Regions from separate parts of the Mus musculus genome. Here region 2 is linked to region 1. The links are chromatin contacts, called in public Hi-C maps. All regions are on one chromosome and are shown on one strand. The core of a region is the stretch at or near the end of the contact, and the rest is flanking DNA. Distances in the headings are between cores, read along the strand shown.

Evidence for each region. A called contact is a pair of places that touch in the nucleus more often than the background predicts.
Region 2: a Hi-C map of cerebral cortex shows a contact between it and region 1, with 2.0 times the contacts expected there. The contact joins the enhancer-like site here to the promoter of Chrm2 in region 1. A contact is called at or near these places in 2 of 484 Hi-C or Micro-C datasets (cerebral cortex and nephron progenitors) and 3 of 9 other capture datasets (adipose tissue, embryonic stem cells and liver).

What each region holds. Positions count from the first base shown.
Region 1 is chr6:36,383,466-36,390,003 of GRCm38.p6, forward strand. Chrm2 (cholinergic receptor, muscarinic 2, cardiac) reads left to right here and starts at 4,619. Exons shown (of 3, transcript NM_203491.3): 1 at 4,619-4,901; 2 at 5,139-5,286. It overlaps 9330158H04Rik (RIKEN cDNA 9330158H04 gene), which reads right to left and starts at 4,769. Exons shown (of 6, transcript NR_015589.1): 1 at 4,691-4,769; 2 at 4,198-4,491.
Region 2 is chr6:36,434,751-36,440,738 of GRCm38.p6, forward strand. All of the region lies in intron 2 of Chrm2 (cholinergic receptor, muscarinic 2, cardiac), which reads left to right. Among named protein-coding and RNA genes, the nearest start is that of Mir490, 16 kb to the left of the region's middle. Within about 2 kb of position 3,716, at least 8 of the 459 cell types and tissues checked have an H3K27ac peak or open chromatin away from gene starts, as enhancers often do. A contact at or near this core is called in cerebral cortex, where this site is marked.

The DNA of each region.
Region 1 (6,538 bases), core at 3,369-5,868:
ATTAAATGAGCAAGAAAGAACAGGTTCCGCTTGTATCTTCTTGGCACAGTGAATCTGGGCAGGCTTTAGTGCTTGCTTCGTTAGGCGCTCTACAAGGAGAGAGTGTTTCTAAGGTGAAAAGACCTGCATGTGGTAATATTACTGATCATACATGATCGAGTCTTACTTTTGAAAAATGTTCTTTTCTGCATGAGCGCTATCTCAGTCACTTTGAAATAGAGGGTAAGTCAAGTTTAGCAAGGAGCCTTTGGGGTGCTGCTGTGCTCCCGAAACATGCTTTTTATCATGGCTTCTCTCTCCAACTTTCCTGTGATGTGATGACCCATAGCTAGCTTAAGAAACTTGTCTGTTACATGATCTGAGAAAATATATGAACTCCCATGAGTAAGGGCTTGGTTTGTTGGAAATTCTACAGAAAGCAGGTTTCCCTATGGACTAAGTTGGTGTTAAGTATTCCTGGAAGACTCTTCTGTAAAAGAAAATAAAATCAGAGTCACTGATTCAAATCATCAGGGAGTCCTGTTCATAATGGAGGAACGGGACTCTTTCCTTTGAACTCGCTAGAATCTTAGCTCCACCAGAAATTCCAGCATCCCACTTAGACTTCAGGAAGAGAAATTTAAATTGTTTGTCAACCTCATAGAAGCAGGAGGAGTGGGGATGGGATAGAGAGTTTCCGGAGGGGAAACCGGGAAAGAGAATAATATTTGAAATGTAAATAAAGAAAATATCCAGTAAGAAAAAGAAAATTGTTTGTGGAAAAGATACACTTGAAATGGACACATTTGGGACTCCTCAGCCCCTGTCCCTGTGTGGGTCTTCAGCTCTGCCTCCTGGTGGGAGGAATGAATACAGACTAAATGCTCCTCTGAGCAACCCAGCATCCCACCTGTCTGTTTCCCTCTGTGTACTCAACACTGGTTTATCAGCGGCTGCTTAACATTTTGCACCATGAGGCCCCTCCCCCACCACCATTTCTTCCTTCTTAATATTCCCCATTTAGAACAGACCTCTGTATTTTAAATATCTCAGACTCAGCAGCAGTAAATGCTTTTTAGGCTTTGGATAACACTATCAAGGCTAAGACAGGATGAGTTTAAAACATCTGTGATGCCAAACTTCCAGGAAAAGGGGGGACAAGTAACAGAGCATTGTTTGTCATTCTGTCACTAAACACTGTCACTCAGAATCAGTCCCATTTGTGTATGAAAACTTCTGCTGCAGGGTATGCAAAAGAAAGGCTTAGGATTTTTCTATGACAAAAGGACATCATCTTTTCTAGCTGAAGAATAGAAGCTTTTAAATTACCCTCTGGGAGTGTTTGTAGGGAAAATAAATAACTCTAAGAAGAATGGCATGCCTATTGTGGGGCTGTTATTGAGATTTTTAAAACAACAGAATTACTGAAAAGCCCATTCCAAGTGACTGTCACTGGAAGACCCACTTTGAACCCATGAATGTTATATTCCAAACTGAATCACAGAAAAATAAAAGTTCCATAGGTGTACATATGAGGTATCAAGCTGCTTCCCCCTACCCCGAGCTCCTAAGCCTCGTGCTTGCCTCTCTGTACCACTTGGAACAGTTTTATGGGTGGGAGACTGAGGGCAATAAGATCTACTCTAGTTCATTTTCCTTCCATAAGCCAAGACTTCCCCTGTATTTTTTTTCAGGTCCTTAAAAATAGAAAAAGTGGGAGGGGGCAAATGTATGGCTGCCAGACCTGGTGGGAAACCACCAGAGTTCAACTCACCCTAAATCCACTTACAATGAGAGAGTAGTGATCCGTACATATAACTACTGAAACCTCCTTCCTCTTGCACTGAAATCAACATGGTGCAGTAAAATGCGTGCCACGTCTCCAGGACTGAGAGCCAACCAGATCCCTTCTTCTTTGATTACTGGTGACCTTGTTTCTAGTCTTGCTAAAAAGTGAACTTTGCAGAAGACTCAAAGTCATGCCCTGGGGGCATTGGCTCTCCTCATCACATGCCTAAAACTAGCATTATAAGGAGGTAGGTAATGAAGTTTGGCTTCACAAGTGGAAATTACTAATTTATTAGAGTGCTTTGAGGTGGAAAATAGTCATGCAGATAAAGGGAAACCCACAGATGCATTCTACAAAGTCTTTAAAAAGCACTTTTGAAAATGTTCCACACCAAGAGTTACTAATAAATGCAAACACTATATTCCTGGGGTGAAGGAACACTCTTTTATCTCAGAAAGTGAACTTGTTTAAGAGATGAAAATAAAATGCTCAGAAAACTCACGACCATTTCCTGTACAGAAAGAAACTAGAAAGGGGAAAGACTGAGGCTCCCTGGAGTCAGTGTGATGATGGACTATGTTTAACATGCATCTCGCATCCCTCTGGTGGGTAGCGTCCTTCGTGTTTTGCCTGCAATGCTCCCTGGTAAACACTTTCAAAGAGGTCACAGGCATGAATGACCCAGGAATCTGAATCCTTAAATCTGAGCTGACAACCTGCAGCCATAGCTAAATTGCCATGTGCCCAAAACAAACAAACAAACAAACAAACAAACAAACAAATAAATCTGCTGAGAACTTTGCAGCAATTGACTCTACTGTTCTATCTAACAAATCTAAAACATATCCATTTTATAGACTAAAAAGTTGACATTCAGAGTAGTTAAATAATTTCTTCACTTCACCGACAGTGAGTGGCCAAGATACAACAAGCCTTCATGATAAAAGATAAAGTTGTTCTGGGTAATGACGTAAGAAAGTGGGCACTTTTGAGGCTTGCTTGCTGAGAGTGTCACTTCTGTTTCTAGCTCCTAGGAAAATCCTGATGGTTGTGAGCCTTTGCTGGCTATTTACTTACTTCCCAGTTTAAAATAGGTAGCTCCTTTTAGGAAGAACAGAGTCATAATGGGAAGCAAAAACAGAACCAGAGTCCAGGTTACTAAATGCTTGGGTTTTCTTTGTTGCTTGTCAGGAGCTTCTTCTTCTTTTTGTTGTTGTTCAGTTTCAGTGTGTGTGTGTGTGTGTGTGTGTGTGTGTGTGTGTGTGTGTGTGTGAGTGTGTGTGCACAACCATGCAAGCATGCACAAGTGCATTCACAAAAACCTCAGGCATGTTATGACAATGTGAATTTCTGAAGGCGTCTTAGAGATAGGAGCAGATAGAATGTTTGTGAACTTACGTTCTGTAGTACCCAACAGAGAAGGGGGGAAAATGAAAATAAGAATCAGCTGCTTACTGACTGAAACCTAGTTCTGGGGTAGATTGAGGGCGATAATGTTCAGAACTGCCTTTCTCAAACAAGACTAAAATGCCTGCGTGGGACTCAGAGGGCAACGACATACCCTTACCATCCTTTACACCAGGATGGCTTTTATCCAGCAAAATTGAATCTGTGTCAGTCCTACTTAGGCATAGCTGTAGGATTTTCATTCACCAATGAATTTATATTAGTGTATAATTTATAGTGTTGATGGTCAGCCTCTCTACAAGAGCTTCATGTGGGTATTTATTCTCAAAGATGAGAAACTCAGAAAGAAAAGGAACCGTGGTTTCATTATTCTGTGTGCTCTTTAACACCCAGCCAAGGACAGGGCAACACGAACTGAGCTGAATTCCATTGAGCATAATAAATAGCAATTTCTCTGTCTCTGCGATCAAAAAAGAGATAGGTCCTGTTCTTTGTTACTTAGTTTAAGGTTCCAATGACTCCTTCTTTAATTCTATTTGGCAATGAAAGCCTCATTCGGTAGCACATATTTATGTCATCAGATACAATATACATCATCAAGAGCAATTGTCCTCAACGACACCTTAGAATAATCACATTATGATATTATCAAATAAGTTCCATACTTTCAAACAATGGGTATAAATCTGGGAAAGAATTTCTCATTAAAATAAATGAAGGCAAAAATTAGTCCATGCTCTGAACACAGGAAGTTCACATCTTTTATTTTCCTCGATAGACAGCAAAATCCCACCTCACCAACACCTCACTAGTACACTCTCTTAACTACTACTCCCCATTAACTGATGGAACACACAGGCATCGACCTGTTTGGGAAGAAAGAAAAAAAAACAGCAAAGACAGATAAATATCTGTTTCTTTCTAATACATTAGTTAGCATCAAAGAAAGAAATAAACAATCTGAACAATTCTCCATGACTATATATTTAGTACAAAGTACATTTATTCTAACATTTCCCCACCTGGAAACACGGGGCATAAGTATCTTCTGCAATCAACAAGCCTTCTTCCCAATGTGCCCTGTCACCTTTGTAGCAACCTGGCACCTGCTGACATGGGACCTAGGGGTGGTGGTGGTGGTGATTGCAAAGGTTGTGGTGTAGAAATTGCAGACCGAGAACTGGGCTCCGGGGTCGGACATGGAGAGATGCAGAAAAGAGCTGAGAGAGAAAGCTGTCATATTTGCACCGAAGAACCGCCAAATCAGAGCGCAGAGAAGATTTCATTGGCGGAGCCCCCTTCAACGGCAACTAATCCTGTCAGAACGAAAGAAAATTGTAAATGCTCTCTCCAGAAACTGTCCGCCCATTGCAGCTAATCGAACACAAACGCACAAATAGAGGCACCACTCTCGCTCTGCTGCTACACACAGCGGGTGAGGGCGAGGAGACCAGTTCCCGGGAGCAGGCACGCGGGGGCACAGACACACTCATTCGCACACACGCACACACGCACACGCCAGCCTGCGGGCTTGGCCAGAGCCCTGAAGTCGCAGATCCCACTTGGAAATCGCCAGAGGCACTGGGAGAAGTGGAGGAGCGCAGCTCCCAGACACTAATTACTACTTCCCCGGCACTAGGGTGAAGAAATGAAGCCCGCCCAGCTCTTCTCCACACCCAGGTCTCCTTTCTGTTTCGGTGTTAACTGTCATCTTCCTGAAAGCCAGGTTTGAAAGTCTTATTTGCCTGTGTTTTGGGGGTGTGATGCTCAAGGCGGCAGACAGATGTAATTTAACTCCAGTCCGAATTGTCTAATTGGGGTCCCAGATTAGCCGAGTGATACGACCCATGTGAAATGCCCCGCAGCCTTCTCTGAGCCTTGGGGTCCGCAGTCTCCCCGCCTCCCTTGCCCCACCCGTCTAAGTGCGGTGGCGACAACTAATCTTTCGCTTTTCTCTCGCAAGATCCAGGGAGAAGGCAAGCGGGCAACCAGCTGAGGACTCCGAGCTGTGCCGCTCGCTCCCAAACCGGTCCAACCTGAGCCCGCCAAAGGCTCCTCGCTCCAGCCAGACTCCACCAGATCGCAGCCCCGGGCGACTAAGTCAGTGACAGGTAAAGACTCTGCTATACCATGGTTCTCTAATTGTCCATATCAAGGGCCCTGGTACCTCGCAGCTCCTCCCCATCACCCGACCCTGGCCGCAGAGGGTCTGGGTTTGCAAGAATTGTTTGGTGGTCCCTGACACGTGCAGGTTTTCCAATGGAAACTTTGGCATCTGGGGCTTGCTGGAGAGGACACGTACCTTGGCGGGTCTGAAAGAAGGAGGGGTTTCAAAGCTGGGGCGGGGGAAACCATTGGGATAGCTAAGTCCAGTGGAATGTGGCAAAAAGCAGCCTGTGAGCGCCGATACTCCAGTATGGCTGTCTTTGAGCTTGGCACCCCCTCACCCTCGCTACCACACTCTGGTCCTCTTCATCCCCCCGCCCCCCAACTCCAGATGCTGCCGTGGGAAAGGCAAGTAGAGCTCAGTCTCTCCTGCCGCTCACCCATCCCCCTTAAGCTCCCCTTATACCCTAGGGTCTGGGCACATTGCATTTAGGGTGGAGGCCCCTCTCGCCACCACTCCACGCTGTCCCCTGACTCCGCCTTGGGAGAGAGCCTTCTGGTGAGGACGACAGGTTTAGTGCTGTTGTTCCCGGACCTTGGCAGGGGAACAAGGTTGGGGAAGGTTTCCAGGAGGAGAGAGAAGGGAGTCCTCTGCAAGCCTATTTTCCTCCGCTGGCGCGCGCAAGGTTGATTGTCCACTGTGGCTGAGGAAAGGGACCCCAGTCCAGAGCTGATGAAGTCTCAGACGCTGCAGGAGCTTGGTCTCCCAACTCATGGTGGGTACTGGACCACTCTGCGGGTCTTAGATAGAGAATAGCGCAAATGACCTTTACTGTTGGCACCTGAGGAGCTAGGCTATCATCTCTAACTTGTGGCTCTGGGAGCGAGTGAGGTGCGGTCCAAACCTGGTTGCAGATAGAAAATACAGAAATTCCACCTGTGCGCTCCACCCTTCCATGTCCCTGGAGTGTCAGAAGCCTAGCAAGCAGGGAGACTTGCTTTGCAGAGCGCTCCAGGGTAAGAATTCACCCAAATTGACATCTGTGGGGGCAGGGGGGTACTCTGCCTCTGTTCTTCTACAATATATACATCCTCGTTTCTATCTCTGGTCCTTCTGTGCCCTTACGGCTCTCCTGGGCCTCCAAATAGTGCAAGGGAGGGTCGACCGGTCTTTCAGTCCCTTTATGTGATGCAGACTCGGGAGCTTGTGTGCAAATGTCCATGGAGAGAAGTACTCGCTGCCAAGAGCTGGGAGGA
Region 2 (5,988 bases), core at 2,466-4,965, 50 kb after region 1:
TCCTCTCTCGGTCTATGATTCCATCACCCTGCCTCATTCAGTCCTCCTTTCCCCTCTCTCCCTCTACCCCTCTCCCCTCTCAGCTATTACTCCTCTCACCTTGGAAGACTGAATGTATGCCTGCATATGTGTTATTTATCAACTCCAGATTCATCCTGGCTTTGACTTTACTTTCAAAAGTTGTCTGAAACAATTACCTTTTCCAATGGTTCTGTTGCTGTTGGTCTGTTGGTCGATTATTTGTTTTGTCCACTTTGTCTGGGGGGCTCCTGCTACCCCGGCCTTCCATTGATGTCCTAGCACATCACTTTCTTTGCTTTCACTTTCTTCTTGTTGTTGTAATCTTAGTTTTGTAGCTCAGTCTGACCTGGAGCTTTGCTATGTTGCTGAGGATGATAGACTGTGGATCCTTCTGCCGAGTGCTGGGATTTCAGGCCTGTGCCACTGTGCCTGATTTACTGATTTACCAGCTCTCACTCCGTTTTAGGGGAGAATAGATACACTATAAGCTTAACAAGAAACTGTGGTGGCATCTACATGCCACTCAATCTTGTTCACCCTGCTAATTTTCCTTGGTTATTCCCTGCCCTGTCCCTCTGTTCGATGGATACAGCTGTTACCTCTGTGCTTTCTAATCCTCATATATCTTTCCCCGCTGTGTTCCCCCTCTGTAAATGTCAGATTGCTGCTCTGCTCATCCTTAGTCACTCTAGCCTTACTTTGCTTATCTTTTCCTATGGTCTAACGTGAGAAAATCATGGAAGAACAAATACTGTGTCTCTTTGTTTCTTATCAGTTAGAACATTATGGAAGCACATCTTTGGCTTCTGAAAAGAAAGAATGGTTGCTGAGGTGTCACAAGGTCATAAGTATAAAAGCGTCCTGAGAAGTAAACTGTAGTGCCTCCTGCAACTTTTCTCTATGTTAATAAACTATTACAGCTGTAGACTGATTTGTAGGTTGAATAAAGAACATGGTAGATGCTTGTAGATTTTCAGGCAGTCAAATGTTCCGTTGGAAACATTAAATGACGGTCACGAGTCAGAACAGGGATGTTTTCTAAAATTCAAGACTATCTCAGGAAAGGATATATTTTAGGCTTTAACTGGCCCATTAATTAGTGTGTGGTGATTAGGGGTGCCTGTTTGTGGTGGTATACTTGAACACATTTAACTGGCCAGACCAGAAATTAATGTTGGGATATCTTAGTTGCTTCTTTACTTTTTAATTTGAGACGGTCTTTCATTGAACCTCCTGATTGCCATTTGGGATAAACTACCTAGGTGGAGAAGTTAAGAACCATCGTGTCTATACCCCATAGTTCTGAGATTACATGAGTGCCCTGTCATGTCTGGCTTTTTAGTGTTTCTGAGGATCCAAATTCAGATCCTTATGTTCGTGCAGCAAGTACACATGGGTCATCTTCTTGGCCCACTAGTGTTTGTTTCTCTGTTTTTAAATCCCATTGAATCTCTCCATTCAGAACCTTCCTTCCTTCACAATAACTTATGAACAATAGGGTAAGTTCTAAAGTCTGTTTAAGTCTGACCTAATAAGGTTGGCAGAACCAGAATGCATGATCTGCATCTCACATGTGATAAACTTAAGGACTCAGTGGATTGTCTTTGCCCTTTGGCCCCATGTGGCTTATATCAATCTTCAGATTATCTCTTTGTCTACTAGTCAACATTTCTACATTAATCAGTTTCCCAAGAACTGAAGTTTACATTGTCTCCTATGTGCTGCCAGCATATTGCTCAGGTTTCCAGTGGACAGAGACAGTGTATGTCAGCAATTCCCATGGTTATATATTTTCAAACTCTTTTTTCTGTGCTTTATTTCCTCTTCGTCACTTCTTTTTGTCAATGTCTCACCAGTTCTTACTAACAACCCCCTGGACATCCTTTCGGTTAATATAAGGGCACCTTCCACTTGCAGATTCTTCACCTTGCAGGCATGGGGGATCTGAGGATCACAGTCCAGTGGCTGGAGAGTCGCCCATTCGTGTTTCACACGGCTCATGTCTTAGTCTAAAAAGAGAGCTCATTCAACTGCTGAGATTGAACACACAGTGTGTTCCTGGTCACCATGATGAGAGGAGCAGCACATATGCTCTCATTGTATGTGTGCCCTGGTCACATGGGAAATCCTCTGTAGCATTTAGAAACTGCCTTTAAACAACTCTGGGAGAAGGGAGGCGCTGCTCCAAATTCTGTTTTCTCTTGTGTTCTGCACTGTCACCTCTCTCAGTACCCAAGCTAGATTTGTATTCTATCTTTGGGGGGAAGTGGTTATACCTACTCTGAATCATTCACACCTTAGATTCTATCATTATTCGTTTAAAGTCGACTCTGGAAAAAGTCGACTCTGGAAAAACTGTATTGATTCAATTTAGTTTGTACTCTCCATTCACTGAAGCTCAGCATTTCCTCTTTAAAGTCTTCAACCAACCCATTCATGTCTAGACTTCCCATCACCATTCATCACATTTAGTTTCTGCCAGCAGTATATTTTTTCTTCCCAAGGGTGACAGTTTTCAGATCTTCACCTGGGTCTCCCTGTCCTTCTCAATCTTATCTATCTCCTCACTTTCTCCTGGGTACCACTTTCCACACAGTGATCTCAAGTGAAATCTGCCCAGGAACCTCCCGTTTGAGAAGCAGGTGGTAGAATTCTGCACCTTCCCAGAAGATGCTTCTTGTTTCTTACCCAATGGTGAAGAGCCTCTCACCTGCCAGGCTCCATGGCATCCTGCTCCCTCCATTGACTTCTGTGGCTGCTGTGCCCTCCAAATCTGAATTGTGAGTCTTCCCAGCATCTTAGGTGGCTTTCATGTCTTCTGTCCTAGTACTTCAGCCACTCAGTCTCTGCTCTTCCTTGTCTATGATGTTTGTCTTTGTTTCACTTTAGACTTCCAAATCTGGGTGAATTGTTATCACCAGTCATAGCTCCAAAGCTTCTTGAAAGCCTGAATTAAAATGTTGCCTCTCCTGCTCGGACTCCCCCACTCTTCTCTCTCGTGTCCAATTGTCTGCATCCTTCAATAGTGCACGGACCTTCACTGCCACCACCTTCATTACTGTCTTAGCAGCTTCTCTCTTCTTCTCTTCCTTCTCTCCTGGGTTTAAATGCTAGAACTCAACAAACCATTCTCTTCATTACTTCAAATCAGTTTCCCATCTCCTTCTAATGACTGTAGGGAGATAGCTTTGCCTACACCACATAGGTGGTGCTGGAGAAACGTCTCATCCATACAAAGCATAAGTGTTCCGAGTCATGGCACCCAGCCTCAAGCACCCCCTGAGAGACTCTCCTTAGTCAGCACTAGGATTTGTTCTTTCCCAAAGCTCATTTGCTGAAGCAGCAACCTTGCCCCCACCCACACCACCACCTACGCTCTGCTTCCTTCGTGTAACCCAGAAATCCTGTCGACGCTACCTCATTAACATTTCTCAAAATCCCTCCACATTTGCACAGCTACTGCTTTAGTTGAGTCACATACCTCTTTTCCCTACATCTCTCTTCACAACACACACACCCACACACACACACCACACACACACACACACACACACACACACACATGTCAGGTTGCATCCCTTTGGACCTGTTCATTTCTGCCCAGTATAGCATGGAATCTTAGAAGTGAAAAGCTGTGCACAAGTTAAGATGTTCTTCTTGTACTTCTTAGGGAGAAAAAAAAAAAAAAAGAAAGCCAAACTCTTTTATATAACCCTCTTCTGCCACAGAACATTACCCCAGTTTCTGTCTTTCCTCACTGTGGGCATCTGCACATATTTTCTATATACAGCTTCGGGTTCTCTGCCTTCTACAAACACTATCTCCACCCTATTCTGCCTTTCTTCTGTATAGGTGCTCTCCTGTTCCTCCCAACCAGTCTGGATATGAACAGTCGATTTTGTAATGGTTGAATTGAATGGATTCCCCTGGGAAGCAACTCCTGCCTGACTCCTTCCTAACAAACAGGCAGCAATTAGAAAGTTTCACTGACATTCTTGATTTCATTACCAAAGTTTCTGCATGTTAAACTGTTGCTGGCTTTGTTCCTTGTTTTTTTATACTGTTGCATAAACTGATACAAGACTTGCATTTTCTTAGAGGTAAATAATTTTTACAAAAGGTTGAGAGAAAGTGACTCTACCATATGCATTTAGATTCCTTTAAGTCTCAATGTATTTACTTATTGAATAGGAGTTGTAGGAATATTTTTGGAGCACAGCTGTTATTAGATGAGCTATCATATGCCAACTGTCATCAAACTATCATCCACCTCTTAAAGGAATGTTATTACAATGCAATGTGATGGATCTAGTAGAGCAGAAAGTTCTCAGATCATGATTGCAAATGTGATGGTATCTTTTATGAAATTAACTTTCTTGTAGTGATACTTCCAATGTGGTTGTCAGATATATAGATAAAAGTAGATGTACTATTGCTTCTTATAAGTGCTAAAATCACAGATAGCCAAGGAAATTAGAAATGGTACATAAATAATTATTTCTTACACTGAACACTAAATGTAAAAGCTCTGAGATAGATTTTGAGTTCTTGTGACCAAAAGAACACAGCATGGAACTAACTCTTCCACTCTTCCAGGAATACATCTCCCTTCTTACTCTATATACATTTGTGGGGTGACTCAACTGTGAAACGGTATGTTCAGCAAGCAACTGAGAAATTGCTGAGAACTAAGCAGCTGTTTAGAGACGGTTGAATTCTCAGACAGGGTTATGGGTATGTAGCTAACATAAAAGGACAGGCATTGTGATAGGGAATGTGAAGACACCAAGCAGAATTTGGCACCTGTGTTTCAATTAGCTTTTGCACACATCCTGTATCCCAGCTAAATTCCATCACTGCTTAAATTTACCTTTATATTTTTACCCCCTCCCCAATACACTATTTATTGCAAGAAACTACATTGTTTAATTCTCATCTGAAGATAAGCACATGGTAAGAAACTTCCTATCTGCTCAGCAAAATACAAAGTTCCTAGGGGAAAGATCAGCTTGTGTGTGTGTGTGTGTGTGTGTGTGTGTGTGTGTGTGTGTGTGTGTTGCATATGTTACTTCTAAGATCCTATGAAATCCCATGCCATTGGTAGTTTAGCACGAGGTTTTAGGTTTACAGTTACTTTCATGCTTTAGGGTCAATTATCATAATGTCCTAGATGATTCAGACAGGGAATGACAAATATTTATTTGCTGCCGACTCCCATATAACATGTCAACTGCAGTCTCTTCTTCCAGCTCTGACAAGCAGGCTTTTACCTTGTGCCAAACATATTTCTATATAGCTTCATCACTACCCATACTCTACCCTACACACAACAGAATAACCGTTGTACAATTCTGTTGATGGTGAGATTAAGTTTCATTGTCACAATGTCCATCATTTGGGGCCAGCAAGATGTCTCAGAAGACAAAGGCACCTGCCAAGGCTAATGGCCAGAAATCCATCCTCAAGACCCATAGAGTAAAAGGAAAAAATGAAGTCCCACAGATTGTCCTCTGGCCTCTACAGGCATTCCATGACACACACACACACACACACACACACACACACACACACACACATACACACACACACACACACACTAAACATAACAAAATCATCTGTCAGTTTCTCATGGCTATACTGGAGTAATACAGATGATTTCAGAAAAAAAAAATGTTTCACTTATTATTTTCCAAACCTTTGCTTACTGTTCCATAGTGTTATCATCCCTCTTTCACTGCTTCATTCTGCAAGCTTTTATTATGTGTAGACCATGTGTTTTGTAAGAGATAACAATATGCAAAACAGGATTTCTTCTTTCAAGTACCTAATACAAACCAATTTGTTAATATCCTTTTTCTAAAAGGATATGTTATCAGTTTGAATGACTGTAACACTCAGGATATGATCTACCCATTCGCAACTGTGATAAGAATTCTTATTTGAGCTCATTTCTACTGATGAAGGCTA